2 separate regions of the Anser cygnoides genome follow, and region 1 is linked to region 2. A link is a contact called in public Hi-C data. All regions are on one chromosome and are shown on one strand. Each heading gives the region's core, a stretch centred on a gene start, on an enhancer-like site or on the middle of the called end of the contact. The rest is flanking DNA. Distances are from core to core; before and after follow the strand shown.

What was found. Hi-C and Micro-C count contacts between places; a contact is called where the count stands out from the background.
Region 1: a Hi-C map of liver shows a contact between it and region 2, with 7 times the contacts expected there. The contact joins the promoter of GRK5 here to the enhancer-like site in region 2. A contact is called at or near these places in 2 of 7 Hi-C or Micro-C datasets (both in liver).

Annotation. Positions count from the first base shown.
Region 1 is chr7:6,387,747-6,390,993 of Taihu_goose_T2T_genome, reverse strand. GRK5 (G protein-coupled receptor kinase 5) reads left to right here and starts at 1,675. Exons shown (of 17, transcript XM_067000384.1): 1 at 1,675-1,963. The coding sequence starts at 1,912. It overlaps LOC136791232 (a long non-coding RNA gene), which reads right to left and starts at 1,375. Exons shown (of 3, transcript XR_010832761.1): 1 at 1-1,375.
Region 2 is chr7:6,323,147-6,326,034 of Taihu_goose_T2T_genome, reverse strand. All of the region lies in intron 1 of GRK5 (G protein-coupled receptor kinase 5), which reads left to right. Among named protein-coding and RNA genes, the nearest start is that of GRK5, 65 kb to the left of the region's middle. Within about 2 kb of position 1,389, at least 1 of the 3 cell types and tissues checked has open chromatin away from gene starts, as enhancers often do. A contact at or near this core is called in liver, where this site is marked.

The DNA.
Region 1 (3,247 bases), core at 426-2,925, 65 kb before region 2:
CAACTCAAACAAATGTTTTTGCAGAATCTCACACCCGGTAGCAGAGCTCGGCTTTCCACTCCCTGTGTTCAGCCACATTTGTTGCTCCACTGCTCCTCACCCACCTCAATGCAAAGTCATCCAGCTTGGTGTAAATAACCACCCAGCCAGCAGCACGACATTCGTTCAGTTGCTGTTCCTGTTTCTGCAGGGACCGGGTAAGCGTGCCTTTGGGTGCCGGGAGCGCCAAGTACTTCGCAGCTGGGCCGTTTACGAACACCGAGTAGCTCAGTGGGATTTACCAATCACCACGCAGATCTTTTGTAACTCTTCTGATAATTCTACTAGTTACTCTTTCAGGAACTAAATAAACGTTCACAAAGGACAGCACCAGCACTCCACAGTTGTAATTCTGTTCCACAGGGCAACACTGCAGATAACTGTGTGCACATAGCGCTTAAGTATGTAGATGTAGATATAGGATACAAGAGGAGCAGTAGAGCCCTCAGATGCACATACTGCTTTCCAGATGCTTAGCCACCCGAACTTAGGGTCTACAAGTGCCTCTCTCCTTTTGATCTCTTTAGATGTGAGCATCATCCCTTGCACAGAAGTGCTCAAACAACATGCAGGGCAGCCACTCCTCAGGAGCCTCATCTCTGTGCTAAGGCTCTGGTTTCCAGGAAGCAATTTTTCCCTCAAGAATTATTTAATCAGGGAAAAATCTTCCGGTACTTACAGGCACAACCGCTGTTATATGGAACTTGGCATCACAAAGAAAGTAACCACAGCACGGCATGGCTACCGGAGCCTGAACGTTTCCTGAAGTGACAGGAGGGAGGATGGGGAAGATTATGCACAGCAGTGGCACCTGCTGCAACAATAGCTTCCCAAGTTCCAACCTTGGGCATTTGCTAAGGTACAGGAGGCATTTATTATAGCCACATGATCCTAATGTCCGAGATATTATTCATTAAGCGCATTTATCATTTATTTCCTGCGTTCAGAAAGCGCATCCAGTAGCAGTCTGCTGCTGCGAGCCACTTCTGCCTGGCCGTAGAGAGAAACGCGACCGGTGCAATCAGGAGGAGGGAGAAGGGGCAGCGCCTCTGTTCCGCTTACAAGAAGCTGCATGTTAATTTGATTTGATTTGCTTCGCATGGATTTAATCAACGCAGGGCTGATGGGGGAGAGTGTTGGTGAGAGCCACGGGTCGCTTTTATCCCTCTTTCTTCGCCCGACCCGCCGAACGTGCCATCGGTCCCCGCAACGCCAGCAACACCAGCATCCCTCCCTCGGACGCACACAGCAGGCGGAATTTGGGGCTCAGCCTAAACTTCCCACGAGCCTAGCTCCTGCTCAGGATGAAACACCAAAAGAAAAACCCGTAACAACCCCCCCCCACCCCCAAAAAAAAAAACCCCAGGCCACCGCGGCGGGGCTGCTGGGTCCCCCCAAACCCCGCAGCCGCTGGGTGGCGCCCGGCACCAGGGCAGCGCCACCGGGGCCACCCCCGCGGTGCCCCCCGCGGCTCCCCGGCCCCGGGGGCTGCCCCGGGCGCTGTGTCCTCCTGTCCTCCCGTCCGCCGGTCCGTCCGTGCCCCGAGACCCCCCGGCCCCACCGAACCGGCTGCGGGGCTGGCGCCTGCGCGGGGCTGCGGGGCCGCTCCCGGTGCCCCACCCCCGGGGGGAGGAGGAGGAGGAGGAGGAGGGAGGCAGGAGCGCCCCAGCCCTCAGCCCGCCGGGGAGGATGGAGTAGCGGAGAGAGAGGGGAGCGCCGGGGGGAGCTCGGAGGAAGGGAGGGAGGGAGGGAGGAAGGATCATGCCCGGGGGGACGAGGAGCTAGGGGCAGGAGCTGGTGGGCGCCCGCAGGCTCCGCACCTCGGCGCCGTCCTGCTGCAGTGCCGCCGACCTGCGCTGCCCGAGCTCGTCAATGGAGCTGGAAAACATCGTTGCCAACACCGTCTTGCTGAAAGCCAGGGAAGGTGAGAGAGCGCCGGGAGAGGGGGGGGCGAGCATCCTCGGCGCCGCTACCCCGCTGCTTGGGGAGGGGAGGGGGGGGCACGGGGCAGAGCCGGCGCTGGAAAAGGTTTCTGTGAGGCTGAGCCCCCGGTACGGGGGGGAGAACATCGATGATCCCCCCCCCCCCCCCCCCCCATGTCCTCTGCGCGAGGAGCTTTGGGAAAGGAAGCGGACGAGATCGCCGCGATTACAATATTCACCCATCTCTTCCTTCCCGCTGCACAGCCCCCCCCCACCCCCCCACCCCCCCCGAGCCGGTCCCGCAGATTGTGCTATTTCAGCGCCTATTGTTAAAGGTCAGCTGCGGATGCATTCATTCAGGAGGGCTCGGCGGAGCCGCAAATAGCTCGGGGATAGCGCGGGGACAGCGGCAGGACCGCAGCGCTTCCGAGCGGGCGCTCCCCGCCTCAGGCGGCGGCGTTACGGGGGGCGACCGCCGGGCCGCGTTTGGCCCCGGCCCGCTCCTGCTCCCAGCCGGGGCTCAGCCCCCCGGGGGGTCCCCGGCAGGGGGCGAGGGGTGCCCGGAGCTGCCGGCGAGGAGAAGCCGCTCCGTGGCCCTTGGGAACTCCCCCTCCGGGGAGCATCCCCCCCTGTTCCCCCAGGAGCATCTCCCCCAGCTCCCCCCCGAGCATCCCCCCTGTTCCCCCCACCCCGAGCATCCCCCCTTATTCCCTCCCAAGCATCCCCCCTTATTCCCCCCAAAGCATCCCCCCTTGTTCCCCCACCCCAGAGCATCCCCCCCCCCCCCCTCCCCGAGCAAAAAAAAAAAGCACGAAAAGCCCGGTGACGGCCGGCAGCCCTGCGGGGCGGTTTTCTCCCCTCTCCGCTTTTCCTTTCCTCCCCCAGCAAAGGGGGCGAGGGTGTCCCCCCGCTGCTCCTTGGGGGGGGCCATGCCGGCAGCACCCCCCCGCCGCAGGGTGGGCGCCGCGCACCAGCACCTCACGGCCGCAGCATCGCTGCCGAGGATGCGAGCGCTCGCTGCCGGTGGGGTTTTTCTTCCCTGGCTTGTTTCCCCCCCCCCCCAGCACCAACCCTCACGTCCTTTACCCTTTCAAATAACACATCTCAAGCCTCTGGTGCAACTTGTTGTCTCCTGGAGCCGCCCGCTGGTAGGGGCAGCTGTAGGTGCGGTGCAACCCGCAGCCGGGATTTGTCTCTGGGGTGCTGGGGTTGGCGAGGCCGGGGCCGCCTGGGTGCACCTCGGGCTTGGTCCCGCCGAAGCCGTGGAAGCAGGAGAAATGCAACGT
Region 2 (2,888 bases), core at 140-2,639:
TGAACCAGCCAATACGTGGTAATGCATTTCAAACATAACTGAACTGCCTGGATTTGTGCCAGTAGCCTCTTTCAGTCTGAGATCAAAAATAAGAAGTTAAAAATTTGGGCTGTGTTTAATTTCACTGTTTTGGATGATAGCTGGTCTTGTTTCTATGAGATTTACTTGAGATGAGATTTACTATGAGATTTGTTTAACAGATTGTAAGTATTCAGTATACTTGTATCTTCTGGATTATTTTTGTTTGTGGCATAAAAGCCAATGATCTCTTTTGGCTCGCTCATCAGCTGCAGATAAGTACAATACAGCAAAAATGCGGGGCATAAAAGAGAGGGCAGCCATAACAGAGAAGCTAAAGGTGCTTACACAGGGGAAAATTTAACTGCATCTGGGGAAATCACATCGCCAAAAAACTCCCTGTCAACATGCTTAGCAGAGAAACGTACACCCAGCTCATGTGAACTGGCCCACAGAACTCAAAGACAACTTGTTGAAATAAACAGTCTCAAATATGCATTAAAAATAACCGATGGAGGACGTAGGCAGACTTCTGTGGGGAACTTTACAATTTTGGATGCCCACTTAAGACCAACAGAAAAGAAGAAAAGATTAAAGGCATTTTTTTCTTCAGCTTAGTTGCGACCCCCTGAAAGTGCTCTGACTAGGCACAAAGGTAGCTTCTGTAAAGCCTTCTCTATATTCCTAGAGCAGTACCAGTGTGGCCTTGATAGTCAAGTCCTGAGGATCAATCTTCAAAGACTTCCTCTGCCCCTTTAGGGCAGTTGACGTTACTAAAGGACATTATTAAAATGCACATTATTAACATATAAAATGTGTTATTAAAGCCAGGTTTCAGTCACTCATCGGTATTTGCAGTACTACTGGAATTCTTTTTGAAATCATAGGTCGATATTCCTGCAACAAATATTTGCTTATGAACGATGACTTCTGCAAGCCAACATTATGAGGACTTTTGGTGCCAGTTGTAAACAAAGCATTTTGCCCTCTGGTGTGCTGGTAACCAGTACAGCTTGCAACGCCAGCCTGACTGCTGGGGAGTAGTTTGTGTTTTCGCTTATGAAATTCCCATCTCTGCGGTTCTGAAGGCTTAAACATGAACTACATCTGCTGTTCATTTCCAAAAAGCAACAGGATGGTTTACACAGCAGTTGTCAGGCTTATGCATTTGTAGCAACATGCAGATGATTTATGTGCAAACATGCCATGACAGCAGGGAAGAGAGGCACAAAACCGTTATCACAGCCTGTGACTATTCTGAGAGTCACGTTCATCAAAAAAAAAGGCTGCAGGAGATAAAGGCAGATTAGCATCAATAAGAGGAGCTATGTAATGTGATTCTCTTTTGAGGGCATGTTGTGGACTTTTTATTGTACCTTATAAACCAGAGCCTCTAGGGACGGGTCTGTAGAAACATTTTCTCCCAGTGGATGGTGGAAGCTTACCTGCTTTCAAAAATCCAGCCCTCATGCTCTCCTCCTTTCCTTGGGGTGATGGAGAAGGGGGTTCACAGGGAGGTTCCTCATGCTCTTGTAACAGCTTGTTTTAAGCCCAGTTTAGTCATCAAAGATCTTGTAAGGATAAAGCAGTGTTCCTGGTATTTTTTTTTCTGCTTTCCCAGATGAGAAGGGCAGGGGGAAAGGCAGAGAGCAAGCAATGTCCTTCATCCTTCATTCTTTGAAAACAAACCGTTTTCATTTGCTAGTGTGGCTGAGCATAGCTGGAACTGGTATGAAGCTAGAAGGGCAAACCTGGCTGAACTTCCATGTGCGTAGGTAAAGAAGGATGGAAGCATTTGTTTTAGAAACTAGATGAGCAACAGAGGTTGCGCAAAAGATATGGAAAATTTGCAGAGAATAGTGATGGGCTGATGCGTTTGATTCACTCCATCTCATTAGGAAGAGGCGCTCCAGGAAAATAAGCGGTTCCACGTTTCAATTGGTATTCTTTTCCTTCACAAATACGCAGTTAATCTCTAAAAAACCTAAAAACAGCTTTCTAAGATCTTCCCCTGAAGCTGCCTGTTGTCCGTCCTGTACTAGACAGATCGTTTGTTTAGTCTGACATGGCAGGTCCTCCGTGCCAATAACAGAAGTGTTAGGAGGGAGCACGAAGAGGCAGGTGGATGTGTGCCATATAGCTGCATAAACCTTGACAGTGAGTGAAGGAAGAGTGGCGAGAGGAAGGGAAGAACTTCGTTTGTAGCCTGTACATTTATTTTGAGTGAAAGAAGGGTGCTAACCATGACTTTTGGACTTTTAGTGTTTTCTGGAGATTGTTTCACTGCTCTCACATGAGCAGTGAAATTTCACAGAGCTCTACACCCTTGGTGGGAAGGATCTGGATGACAGCCTAGTTACTGCTGCAAAATGGATGATACAAGCTGTAGCCCCCCCCCAGTGGTCTGTGAATAGTTTACTTAAATTGCAGATTAACCAGATTGCAGATAATGCAGTTGAAGGCAAAGAAACGTTGGCAAGCTTGTGTTAGCCAGATCTGGCAGCACAGGGAGTGATGCAGGCTTGCTGACTTGGGCAAAAACAGAACAAAAGTATGAAGCCACCCTACCCGTGCTTAAAAGCCACATGGCATGGTGGCATGAAGTGCAAAGGGAATATGTTACAGACATGATGCTAGAAGGAATTCACCCATCTTTGCGTTTAACTCTGTGTTATGAAATGTCCGTTATCAGCTGAGCAGGAACATGGCTCGATCCTGCAGCTGGCAGGGTTGACAGGCTCCAGGCTCCAGCTCCTTGCTCAGTCGCTGATTTCACACGGTATTTTGGACAAAACACTTAATATCTCACTGGCTTAACAGTATGCAAGTGCTCTCCTACCTTCTCTGGGTGTTAGGACAGTAAATACATC